Regions from separate parts of the Hordeum vulgare genome. Here all the other regions are linked to region 3. A link is a contact called in public Hi-C data. All regions are on one chromosome and are shown on one strand. The core of a region is the stretch at or near the end of the contact, and the rest is flanking DNA. Distances in the headings are between cores, read along the strand shown. Region 1 holds the start of LOC123442928 (glutamine--tRNA ligase). Region 2 holds the start of LOC123442925 (ribosome assembly protein 4-like). Region 3 holds the start of LOC123442926 (acyl transferase 9).

Region 1 (3,767 bases), core at 201-2,700, 180 kb before region 3:
AAGACCAGTTATCTTCCCTCTAGTAATAAATCAGAAAATTCAGTAATATAAAAGTGAAATGGAAGCCAAACCATTTATGTGATAGCGCTGCTCCAATATAGCTTCCAGGTTTTCCTTCAGAACCTCAGAGACAGTTGACTGAATCTCTTCAATAGAAACAACCACACCTGCAGTCACAGATTGTATTATAATAAATAAGGTGGTAAACTGGAAGCAGTGGCTTAAAAAATGCCTGATCATAAAACAGTGTGCACTAATTCAATATTCTTTTATCATCCGAACAAACTCAAATCACACTGGTAGAAATGCTTAGTGTACAGTCAGTGAATTTGCAGACATGATTTATAATTTGCAGAAGAATATAATTGTATTCTGATAATGAAAACATACCTACACCACAGGCTTCTTCAAACTTCCCAATATCCAAAGATTCAGGACCGGTATTAGTAAGAAACGACAGAGCAGCATCTAGCTGTGCAGGGTTCTTGATCTGAAGTGACATGGCAAGAAATACTTCAGGTCCACGGCATAAGGAGAAAGAAGCACTGAAACATTACTAGTTCTTCGCTTGAGCTCAGAGTAAAGAACAGATAATGCAAACTGTGCGTTGAAACTGGATTGAAACATGAATGGGCTGCAGATATATATATACCTTGGTCGAAACGATGTAGCTAATGAGAGCAGGACGATGGACAAGTGCATTATTTGGGTACTTCGTGGCAACCTGTTTCATTCACGAACAAGTGCACCAACATAAATCACACGCGTCATAAGGATTCTCAAATTTAGCAGGGGAAATTGGTGCGGGTGCTCACTGCGTACAGAAGATTCCCGACGGACTTGTCGCATCCAGTTATCCCAGCCTGTTCATGTGCAGATCTACAGTTAAAAGGGGCAAAACATGGCAGGGCTTCCCAGAGATTATAAGTGGCGCCGATTTGGTCAGGGTAAGCCAAACGCAACTTGCAGCGCAGACGAGCAGAAACCAAACCCTAGCGGCAGGTGCAAAGCAGAGCAGCGCTCGTCGAAATCAAGGGAGTGCTTCACGGGTAACGACGGGAGGCGGCTGTGTACCTCGGCTACGACGGCGGCTAGGTTGGCGGTGACCTTGCTATTGACCAGCGCGTTCTCGGCCGTGCGCTGGTCGAGGCCGAGCGCGAGCAGCGTCTCCAGCCGCAGCAGGGGCGGGGCCGAGGCCTTCTCCCCGTCGACCATCTCCGCCGGCGCTCCGGCTCCGGGGTCGGGTGTGTGTCCGTGCGCGTGCGCGCGCCGCAGCTGGGGTTCAGGCGTCTCCGGACAGGGAAGGGATGCTGCGAGCGAGAGAGGTGTGGGGGATTGGGGGAAAGTGTGCGCGGCGTTGGGGGTTTCTGACGCGAGCCCGCACGTAAACCCTCCGGCGGCCCATGCCGCGGGTGGGCTCCCGCGCGTGGGTTGTGTGAGGCGATGTGCGTGGCGGCCACGGTATGTGTCGCTCACTTGGCACTTGGGTAATTATAAAACCCTTCAAAACAATAAAAGTTGGCACTTGGGCGCCACGGAACTTGTTCTCTGTGGGGAGCCTGGTTCTCGAGCATCGCTTGTTTCGAGACGTGTCACGGCTATCGCTTTCCACGGCCGGATAAACATCCACTCTCAAAAGGAACACGGATCATCATGTGCGTAAATCATTTTTTGTAGGGTCATGTGCGTAAACCATTTTTTCTAGGGTCATGTGCGTAAATCTTAGGTCCAATAACAGCATTTGTTTTGTTTTGTTTTGTTTGACAATTGGGACAACATGTGCTTCTTCTTTTCCTTTTTCTTCATGTGGGTAGTTCTTTTTTTTACGAAAGTCATAGGTTTTTATTCCAATATAACAGAATTACAATTCTCAACAAGGAGGAGAGTGGCCCAGCCAACAAGTTGTACTGTCCCCACATCGTTCATAATTCGCTGAACAGTCTGCAACTCTATTCTGATCGCGAGAAACTTTAACAGGAATAAAAACCCTATCACTTAAAAAAACTTGATCTCTTGGATCATATGACCATAGACTGATTTATCCAACAAAGCATCCGTTAAGGCGTTGATAGCAGCAACACAATCCGATTGAACCATAAGTGTAGCTTCGGAATGCTCAGTGGTGAGCTTAATACCCTCAAGAACAACATGTAACTCCGCTTCAAGCGCATCGTTGCAATGGAACAACTTCCGATACGCAGCAAATATCACCTCACTCGTCCTCGTTGAAAGTGCGTTATATCGACTAGAGGGGGGTGAATAGGAGATTTTTAGAATTTCATCACTGAGGAAATTCCTTTTGAGGAAATTCCTCACTGATGACTAACTTGCAGCCGAAACAGTAAAGGATCATAAGTGCAAAGTTTCACAACAGCAGTTTTTGAGAGTGAGGAATGTGAAAACAGATTGCACTGTGAGCAGGCACGCAAAATACAGATGAGGATTAACTGACGTGAAGAATTTGGGGTTGAGGAAATTCAGAGAAAGTCTTCAGCAAATTCTTCAAACAGTAGCAGTGAAAGTCATCAATACATAATTTGAGGAAAGTAAGGAGTTGAGGAATTAGAACCCGTTTCTCAGTGAAGACAGTAGTTGATGACCCAGTTCCAACTGTTGTGACAGTCGTACATCTGGTTTGGAGCGGCTTCGTATTGAAACCAAAGGACACACAGTCCCGGGACACACAGTCCCTACCGTGTTCTCCTTGGGCTAAGAACACACAGTCCTCGCCCAACACTCGTGGTAAGTCTTCAGGGCAGACTTCCAAACCCTCACAAACTTGGTCACCCGGCGATCCACAATTGACTGCTCGAAAGCTCTAGACCATGACGCCTAACCGTCTGGAGGATGCACAGTCCTCAAAGGTAAAAGGCTTCAGTCCCACACAGGAACAACTTCTTCAGTGATGCTCAATCACTAGGTTTGGTTTGTGGTTTCGGTGTATGGGGTATTTCCTCACTGATGAATTACTCTCGAAGATTCTGAGGAATTGGGTTGCTCTTATGACAAGTGTGAGTTTCTAATGGAGCAGCCAACCAGCTAATGGTTATGGGGGCGGCTATTTATAGCATGGGAGCATCCCGACATGATTTGACACTAATGCCCTTAAATAATATGACCGTTGGAGTGGATAAGACCAATGACTTGGCGTGGCTATCGAAACGGTTGGAACCCTCAACTGTGATAGTCCTCATGTCACTGTATTCCTCACTTGAGGCTTTTGGTAGGATTAGGCTTGGGTTGAGCATCATGAGGAAATTCATTCCAAAGTGTAACTTCGACCCCCTTTAACAGTACGGTGTTCCTATTACTCAAATGCGAAGAAAATAAAACAGAAAGAGTAAATCTTCATGCTTCAAAGTCTTCAAAGTGATTTTCTTCAGGACATACCGAATTCCTCAATTTCAGTATCTTCATGAGGAATATCAATTCCATCGCAGGTTCCTCGCGATTCATTTCTTCAGCTTCAGACCAATTTCTTCAACCGAAGATATATATGTTTAGGGGTCGATATTCACCAAATATCTCAAACTCCTCAATGACTTATAGATCATGTGTACACTAATAAACACATTAGATACTTAACCTATAAGTCTTCAAACCACCAAAATCACTAAGGGGCACTAGATGCACTTACACTCGTCCTCAGAATCATCCCCGAGCCTGTTGATCCATCTGTCGCACAGTATGAACCATCCACTGACAACGCCACCATTCCAACCGGAGGTGGAGGCCAAGGTAACCGTGGTATAGGCTTTACGGGCACA
Region 2 (4,042 bases), core at 760-3,259, 130 kb after region 3:
CGACAGAAAAAGGGATTGATACGTAGTGGGGTGTTTTTTTTTGTGTTTGGATCACGTCTTCGAGATAACATAACGGATAGTCCAAACAGTCATATTTTCCCCTCACATATGGGTTGAAATGGGGGGAGCTCGGACTGCCCACGTGGTTGAATCTTGGGGAGCCCACGGATGGTCGTTTGATGTCCAAACACGCCCGAACGTAAGTGGGAGAAATGAACATTGACTTTGAAAATGACCTTAAACATTTGTTTAATTCATTCATATGCACTAGCCCATAGCAACGCACGAACGTTCTACTAGTAGTTGTAACATCTCAGAAAATATCGATGTCGTTCTTGAGACCGTCGCTCGCCGACATGAGGATGGCAGCACCGACGCTGACGACTCTCGTTAGCAGGGTTTTTTGGGATGCAGAAGGGGGGAGGGGCAAAAAAAGCGGGGCAATGAGAACGACACGATCAACGGGACATAGTGGTGGGAGATGGATAGGAGGGAGATGAGTGGTTTAGAGCAACTCTAGCAGACCCCGCAAAACGCCCGACCCGCAAAAATTCCGGCGAGTATGCGGGCTCGACCCAATTTTCCGGCCACAACACAGCCCACATACTCGCCCGACCCGCAATTTTTTTTGCCGCAACCCGCATGCCCCGAGCAGTATAACTGCGGTTCCGCGACCATTTTGCGGGTCCAAACCCTATCCCCCCGCCGCCGCGAGCCACCTGATTCCCCTTTCCCCTCTCCACATTTCTCGCCACCGGCGACCACCCGCCCCGCCTCCAGACGCCATGTGGGGCCGAATGTGGAGCTCCGGACGTGGCTCCGGCAGCAGATCCGACCGTGAGAGGGACCCAGAGCGCAAGCGGCGCGTCCGGGCGGGCGACGCGAGGAAGCGCGGCGCCTGGAGGTGGACCAACCGCGGGATGTCGCCGTCAGCAAGCTTCAACCGTTGCGAGACGGAGGAGTATGACCGTCGTAGCGCGTCCTTCTCCTCCGCGAGATCTTCCTACGCCGGATCATCCTCGTCCTCCGGCGCGGGCTTTCTCCCCGTGAAGAGGGAGTGGTCGGAGGACGAGGAGGAGCCGGCGCCGTTCGCCTTCGTCCCGGTGAAGGAGGAGCCCGAGGAGCCTGCTCCGCTCGACCGTTGCGGAGTGGTCGGGCCCGAGGACTACGTCGCGGACTTCGACGCCGTTGCTGCCGCCATCACCGAGCGGAGCGTGCGCGAGGAGGCGGAGCGCCGGCGCCACGCCGAGGAGCTCGAAGCCCTCCAGTGGCAGCAGGCGGTCGCTGCCAACGTCGCCGCCAACGAGAAGGCTGAGGAGTGGCGCCGCATCCGTGCGGAGCAGGTGGCGAAGTACGTCGACCTGTGTAGCTCCGACGAGGATTGAGCGTCCGGCTCTTCCACGGCGTCGTCCATTTGCCGCGACCTCGTCGCCGTCAGATCCGACCCCTCTATTACTAGTTTAACGTAGCATGTAGTATAACTATGCTTGTAGTTTGTTGATCATGTGATGAACTATGTAGTATGTGATGAACTATATTTTTGTAATTTCCTTCGCGTTATGCAGGTTTTGATACGGGTTTTGTTCGGCCGCGCATATTTTCGACCAGCAAACGCGATCTTCGTGAAACCGCAAACGCGTTTTGCGGGTCGAATTTTTGCGGGATCTGCTAGAGTTGCTCTTAGGAGTCAACGAGGATGAATAAGGTTAGACCGGGGCGGTTACATGGCCGGTGTTAGGATGACGTGGCTGCACGAGTGCCATGCGCGTGATGAGGCTTGCGACCGACCGAAGCTTCCGCCTGCCGCATCGATTTCAAACGCTTTCCAAACGTAATTTTTTTTTAAAACACAATACAGACGTAAATGTTCATGTACAGGGGTAATGGACGGTACAAGTCTGGTATGAAGAATGGAAACAATAAGGGATTGTCGAAATAAAAAAACATTGTAAAAAGATAAAAATCAGACGTACTAAAAAAAGGAGTTTATAGATTTTGGGGACAGACGTAGAGGTAAAGAGCAACCGCCGCCGCCTCTCCCCCCTTCCCCGCGCGCCTGAGACGGTGGCCACCGTGATACGTTCTAGGGTTCAGGTCGCCGGCGATGTCGGCGCCGTTGCCGGGGAGGACGCTCGTCGATCTCGATGGCGACGTGCTGGCCCACTGCGCGCGCCACCTGGGCGCCCGCGACGTCGCCAGCCTCGCCATGGCCTGCCGCCCGCTGCACGCCATCGCCTACTGCGACGCCGTCTGGTACCGCCTCTACAGGTCGCCTCCTTCACCCCCTTTCCTCTGTCTCTCGTCCGATTCGGGAATTTCGATTTATGCGTCGGCACACTCAGCTGTATAGGGCAATTTTTACAGACCCAGTAAGCAATAGGTTATTAGGTTTACCCCCTTTTGGTCATTGTACGGTGTAGACGTGTAGTGTTGATTGGGAGCTGAAAGGTGGGATCCTGGGGTGCAGATGCAGAGCTCAGTGATTTTTTTTGTGGCCGGAGTTTACGAATGATCTTGAAGCTTTTGATTGGGATCTTGAAGCTTTTGCGGAGCTAAAAATTTGGGGAAAAGTGATTTGCCGCGATGTTAGGTACCTGGACGATGATTGGGACTGGAAAATTATGAACTCTACTATGATTTTCTTCTTGGGTGAACATCTGGGTGTCAGTTAGACTGAGGAAGCCTCGAACTTTTGAACAGTACATTAATTCTTGGGATGCACTGAAAGGGAGAATTCCATCTTCATTGTTGTATGATTGGTTGGCATTTGATATAGGCAAACTTGATCGTAAGACGGTCACTCGGTCAGAGGGTTCGCGGGTCCACATATTTAGTGGCACAAACCTAGCAACTTTATTAGTTGTCTTGGTTGTTGGGACTGCAAGCTGCGGACTTATCAATCTTGAGATTTGTATCTCTTCAGCAAAGTAGAGTATTTGAAACATGGAGCAAGCAACAGTGTTAATGTTCATGCTATGCCCCCTCTGTGTCGTAACAATAGTGTTTTTTTGGACATTGATACATTTTTCAAGGTGCCACATTGATCATCAATTTGAATTTAGAAGTGTTGTTTCACCTAAAATGAGAACGGTTTGTACATGAAGAGTGAGCTCGCGTTTAGGGTTTCAGGTACTATCATACATTATGAACATCTATTACATGTTGAAGATATCAATTTGATGTTGTTGCTGCTAGTTATTCTTTCATTATAGATAGTCAATCCTACAAATATTGGACTAGTGCAATTCAAAATGACTTATATTCTGACTCTGTTGGACTAACTTTTTGAAGGAAAAGTACTTTTTGGTAGTTTAATAGTTATTCTGTTGGTGGAGGAATTGTCACTGTCTACACAATATGAACTTTGTTTGATAAGGTGCACGCAACTTGAAAGTTTCAGGCAGCTAACGTTTAATGCTTTGCAGCAAGTTTTACAGTACGAGTTGATCAATGCTGTCTAATCTTTTTCTGAACTCACATAATCCGTCTAATGTTTGAGAGTCATACTATATACTTCCTCGGAATGCTTAGGGAGTAGTATTTTGAGACTTTGAAAACTACACATGTATCTGACTGTGGACTTGTTTATTTGCATCATGACTATTTGAATGCTTAGGAAGCAATGGCCGTTTCAACAAATGCCTTATGGAGCTTTGGGGATTAGAGAACTATATATTCGGAGGCACACTGAAGTACATCAAATGAAGTTTGATGATCCCTTATCATCTATTTATTATCTAGATCCCACGAAGCCAACACCAAGCCATCTAATGCTTGATAGGAATGGTGTTTGGTTCTCTCAAGTGAGTGAAATGCAACAGTATTATGTGTTTCTAATTTAGCAGATTTGCTCTTCTGCTTAAGTAACACAGATTGTTGCAGTTTCAAAAGCTTATTTGTGCTAAGCAACATATGCTATGCGATTTCCTCTGTGCAGGGACCAGTAGCCAAAAGATTGAGGATTAGTATACTGGACATGGAATTGGTGGAATGCTACAGGTCTCATAGTGCGAAGATCACTTGTATGAGGTAACCGTAAAGC
Region 3 (3,473 bases), core at 855-3,354:
CAACGGTTGAAGCTTTTTTTATGTCGTTTGAAGCTTTTTGCACACCGCTTGTAGCTTTTTTTAATAAATGCATACACACACATCAATCCATGGCAGGAGGCAGCCATGTCATCTCCCCTGTGGCTCGGCCCGAGCACCGGCGTTGGTGGTTTTGCAGCAGCGCCAGCGAAGGGTACGAGGGCGTGCGGCGGTGCCTGCGGGGGAGGGGGCGACGGCGGCATGCACAGAGGAGAAGCACGCGACGGCGGTGCCTGCACGCGGGGAGGGGTGACGGCGACTTGCGCAGAGGGAAAGCACACGACGACGGCGCCTGCGCGGGGGGAGGGGCGACGGCGACCTGCGCGCGCGGGGGGGGGGGGGGGGGGGGAGCACACGACGGCGACGCCTGCGCGGGGGGAGGGGGCGACGGCGACCTGCGCGGGGGGAGGGGACGCGCGCGATCCGTCCAGATCGACCGAACGCAGCTCGACCGGCGCGCCGTGTATAAACGTGAATGTGGCAGGTTGCATGCACTATCAAACCAAAGAGTCCAGCCAACTAAACTACTACCATACAACCATGTCACAAGATGGATCCGGCAGCCAATCAAGTAGTACCATCCCAATTTTTTACACTAGATTCTATTTCCTGCATTCAAAATATTTATCATAATAATGAATGTCTAAATGTATTTTAATTTCTTGATACATTAATTTATATTTATTTATGCGATAAATAATTCTGAACGAAGGGAGCATCAATTTAGAAGGAAAAAGAAAGAACGTTCACTTATGCTGGTGGGCTCCAATTAAATCATAAAATAACATTGTAAAAAGAAGGCCAAGACAAGATGAGTCATACTACGCTATGGACAAAAAGAACGTGGCAAAAAAAAGAGCCAAGACGGGAGCAGCTGTAGATTCGACATAGGTTCGAACATGCAAAGAAGTTAGCTTTTGTATAAAACCATATGGGCTAGCCTATACAAGTCCTAGATGGTACGTACACACGCTATGGACAAGATGCACATACAATCGAATCGAAGCACACAACGTGGACTATGTAATTGGTAAAGTAATGTATGTACTGACCTAATCTCAGTGTTGAGGATTCTTTTGCTGAATAAGAGCATGTATGACGGACATTGCAAATATGACCACTAAACGCCCTCGGCGCACCGGATAAGTGATCGGTCGTGTCCCTTGTTTGTCCGTCCACACAGTCACACTCTTTATTTTTTTTCTTATATTTTTGATCACTTACACGTGATTGCCACAGAGGAAGAAAAAGAAAGAAAAGAATGAATGAAGAAAAGAAAAGGATGGTCCGGGATGAGGACACTTCCTATGTGACGGACTGACCGGTCGCGTCGGCGAGCACTCATATCCTCCCATTTTTGAGATGAATATGCGGGTTCGCGAGCAGTCCGGAACATATAGACATGATATGAAGGGTCTCGTTGAGTCCTTTTTTTTCTTCTCTCCTGTCCAACCATTGACCGGATGTGTCCGCAGACATATGAAGGGTCATTTGATGTCCAGCTGTATATGTTTTGTTTTTTTTTCTAAATCTTGGCATGCACCTCTTTGTCGTTGTCGTAATTTTCTTTCTCGTTACAACTCGTGGACATTTATGCTAGTGTGAATTAAATACTCACCTGTTACAACTGGTGGAGTATTTTCACACGCGCCCCAACACGTGTGCACGCACTGGAGAGGCTGGTTTTGATGGCCAGGCGAGAGTAGATGCTCCTACATCCCTACATCCACGCTAGTGTGAGCATATACCCTGCCTGCGACGACTAGGTTGCGGCGAAAAAGATGTTGACGCCAAAGATGCACATGGAACCACGGCGGGCAACACAGCAGTACAAACGTCGCAACAGAAAAAATGCCACTGTAGTAACCAAGTATGGACGGCCGCCATGCATGTGCGTTTGAACGGCTATGAAAACCCGTACGTGAAATACCCCGTCCGACAGCCGATCTCCGCCGTTGAAAGCAGCCACGGCACACCGCAAAATAGTCCAACGCACGACCCCACACCCACCTCCCGCGGCGGGCCCCACACACCATCGACCCACTGCCGACTGCCGAGCGAGCCACCAAAGACCAAACTTCCATTTAAGGAACCAGCTCAAGCTCAAAGCTCCAGAGCCTCGTCCCAAGACTCCCACGCGCACAATCGCAAACACACGCCTCAAAGAAGCGGCCATGGCGTCGTCGAGCTTCAAGGTGACGCGGATCTCGGAGGGCGCGGTGAAGCCGGCGTCGGAGACGCCCGACCACACGCTGCCGCTGGCGTGGGTGGACCGGTACCCGACCCACCGCGGCCTGGTGGAGTCGATGCACATCTTCCGGTCCGGCGCCGACGCGGCCCCCGGCGTGATCCGCGAGGCGCTGGGCAAGGCGCTGGCCTTCTTCTACCCGCTGGCGGGGCGCATCGTGGAGCAGCCGGAGAAGGGGTGCCCCGCCATCCGCTGCACCGCCGACGGCGTCTACTTCGCGGAGGCCGTCGCCGAGTGCAGCCTGGAGGACGTCCGGTTCCTGGAGCGCCCCCTGCTGCTCCCCAAGGAGGACCTCGTCCCCTACCCCGCCGCCGATCTCTGGGCCGTCGAGCCCCACAACACCATCATGATGATGCAGGTACATATACATGCTCCACATCAGTGACGCTACCGGCGGCCGGCCGGCCGGCCACCGTGATTCTTAAGCTAAATCAGTCGCCGGCGCATCGATCCGGGGAGAGTAGAGAGAGGTAGATCCGTGCGCGCGGGGGTAGATCTGGGGAGCAGGGGCGACAGCCGACAGGTCAGAAGATGGCCGGCCAGCCAGCTGATGGATGGATGGATGGATGGATGGCGTCGTGGTGGGAAGCTTCTCCCATTTTTCCCCTTCGACGCGTCATGGGTGGGTAGTGACGGGTGGAGACGATTTGTTGACGGTGTCGGTCGAGGAGGCTGTCACGTGGGCCCCGCCGGCGTCAGCCCGTCACCGGTCTTCGTAAAAAGCGATTACGACGTCGCCTGGAGCGGTTAACGGCTACCCGGAGTTAGACGTGGCCGGAGTTACCCCGAGTGATGAAGCAGAGAGCTCGTGATGCGTGTCTGCGCAGTGTGAACCGTACTGCCGTGATTAGCAACGGCATGGTTTCCACTTTCGTGCTTGACGTGCTTCTTCACTGTGACGCCATTGGAAGTAGGCTGAATGGTCCCGTCGCCGGTGCTGCCAGGAACCGATAGGAATGGCGGCCGCCGGCGGGGCGAGCTCGTGAAATCCAGGCGTTCTCCTGGCGTTTCAGGCGAGGTGTCGCCACTGCGTCACTGCAATTTTGTTCTGTTGCGGGTTGTGTATGCGTAATGCCGCCGCTGCCTGCGACGGTACGTGCGACCAATCGCGACTTTTATGGGTGGGGAAGATGGTACGGTGGTGGTGTCCAGCGGGTTACGGGTGGTTCGGTAGAACCGCACTCGCGTGCGCAGTAGGTACGTACGC

Evidence for each region. A called contact is a pair of places that touch in the nucleus more often than the background predicts.
Region 1: a contact with region 3 is called in a Hi-C map of leaf, with 5 times the contacts expected there. The contact joins the promoter of LOC123442928 here to the promoter of LOC123442926 in region 3. A contact is called at or near these places in 3 of 6 Hi-C or Micro-C datasets (leaf and seedling) and 1 of 1 datasets of contacts at active chromatin or transcription factors (embryo).
Region 2: a contact with region 3 is called in a Hi-C map of leaf, with 2.6 times the contacts expected there. The contact joins the promoter of LOC123442925 here to the promoter of LOC123442926 in region 3. A contact is called at or near these places in 3 of 6 Hi-C or Micro-C datasets (leaf and seedling).

Annotation. Positions count from the first base shown.
Region 1 is chr3H:51,985,071-51,988,837 of MorexV3_pseudomolecules_assembly, reverse strand. LOC123442928 (glutamine--tRNA ligase) reads right to left here and starts at 1,450. Exons shown (of 21, transcript XM_045119115.1): 1 at 1,075-1,450; 2 at 816-863; 3 at 391-490; 4 at 72-167. The coding sequence starts at 1,215.
Region 2 is chr3H:51,670,675-51,674,716 of MorexV3_pseudomolecules_assembly, reverse strand. It overlaps LOC123442925 (ribosome assembly protein 4-like), which reads left to right and starts at 2,009. Exons shown (of 9, transcript XM_045119110.1): 1 at 2,009-2,268; 2 at 3,617-3,803; 3 at 3,938-4,029. The coding sequence starts at 2,105.
Region 3 is chr3H:51,801,501-51,804,973 of MorexV3_pseudomolecules_assembly, reverse strand. LOC123442926 (acyl transferase 9) reads left to right here and starts at 2,104. Exons shown (of 2, transcript XM_045119112.1): 1 at 2,104-2,624. The coding sequence starts at 2,193.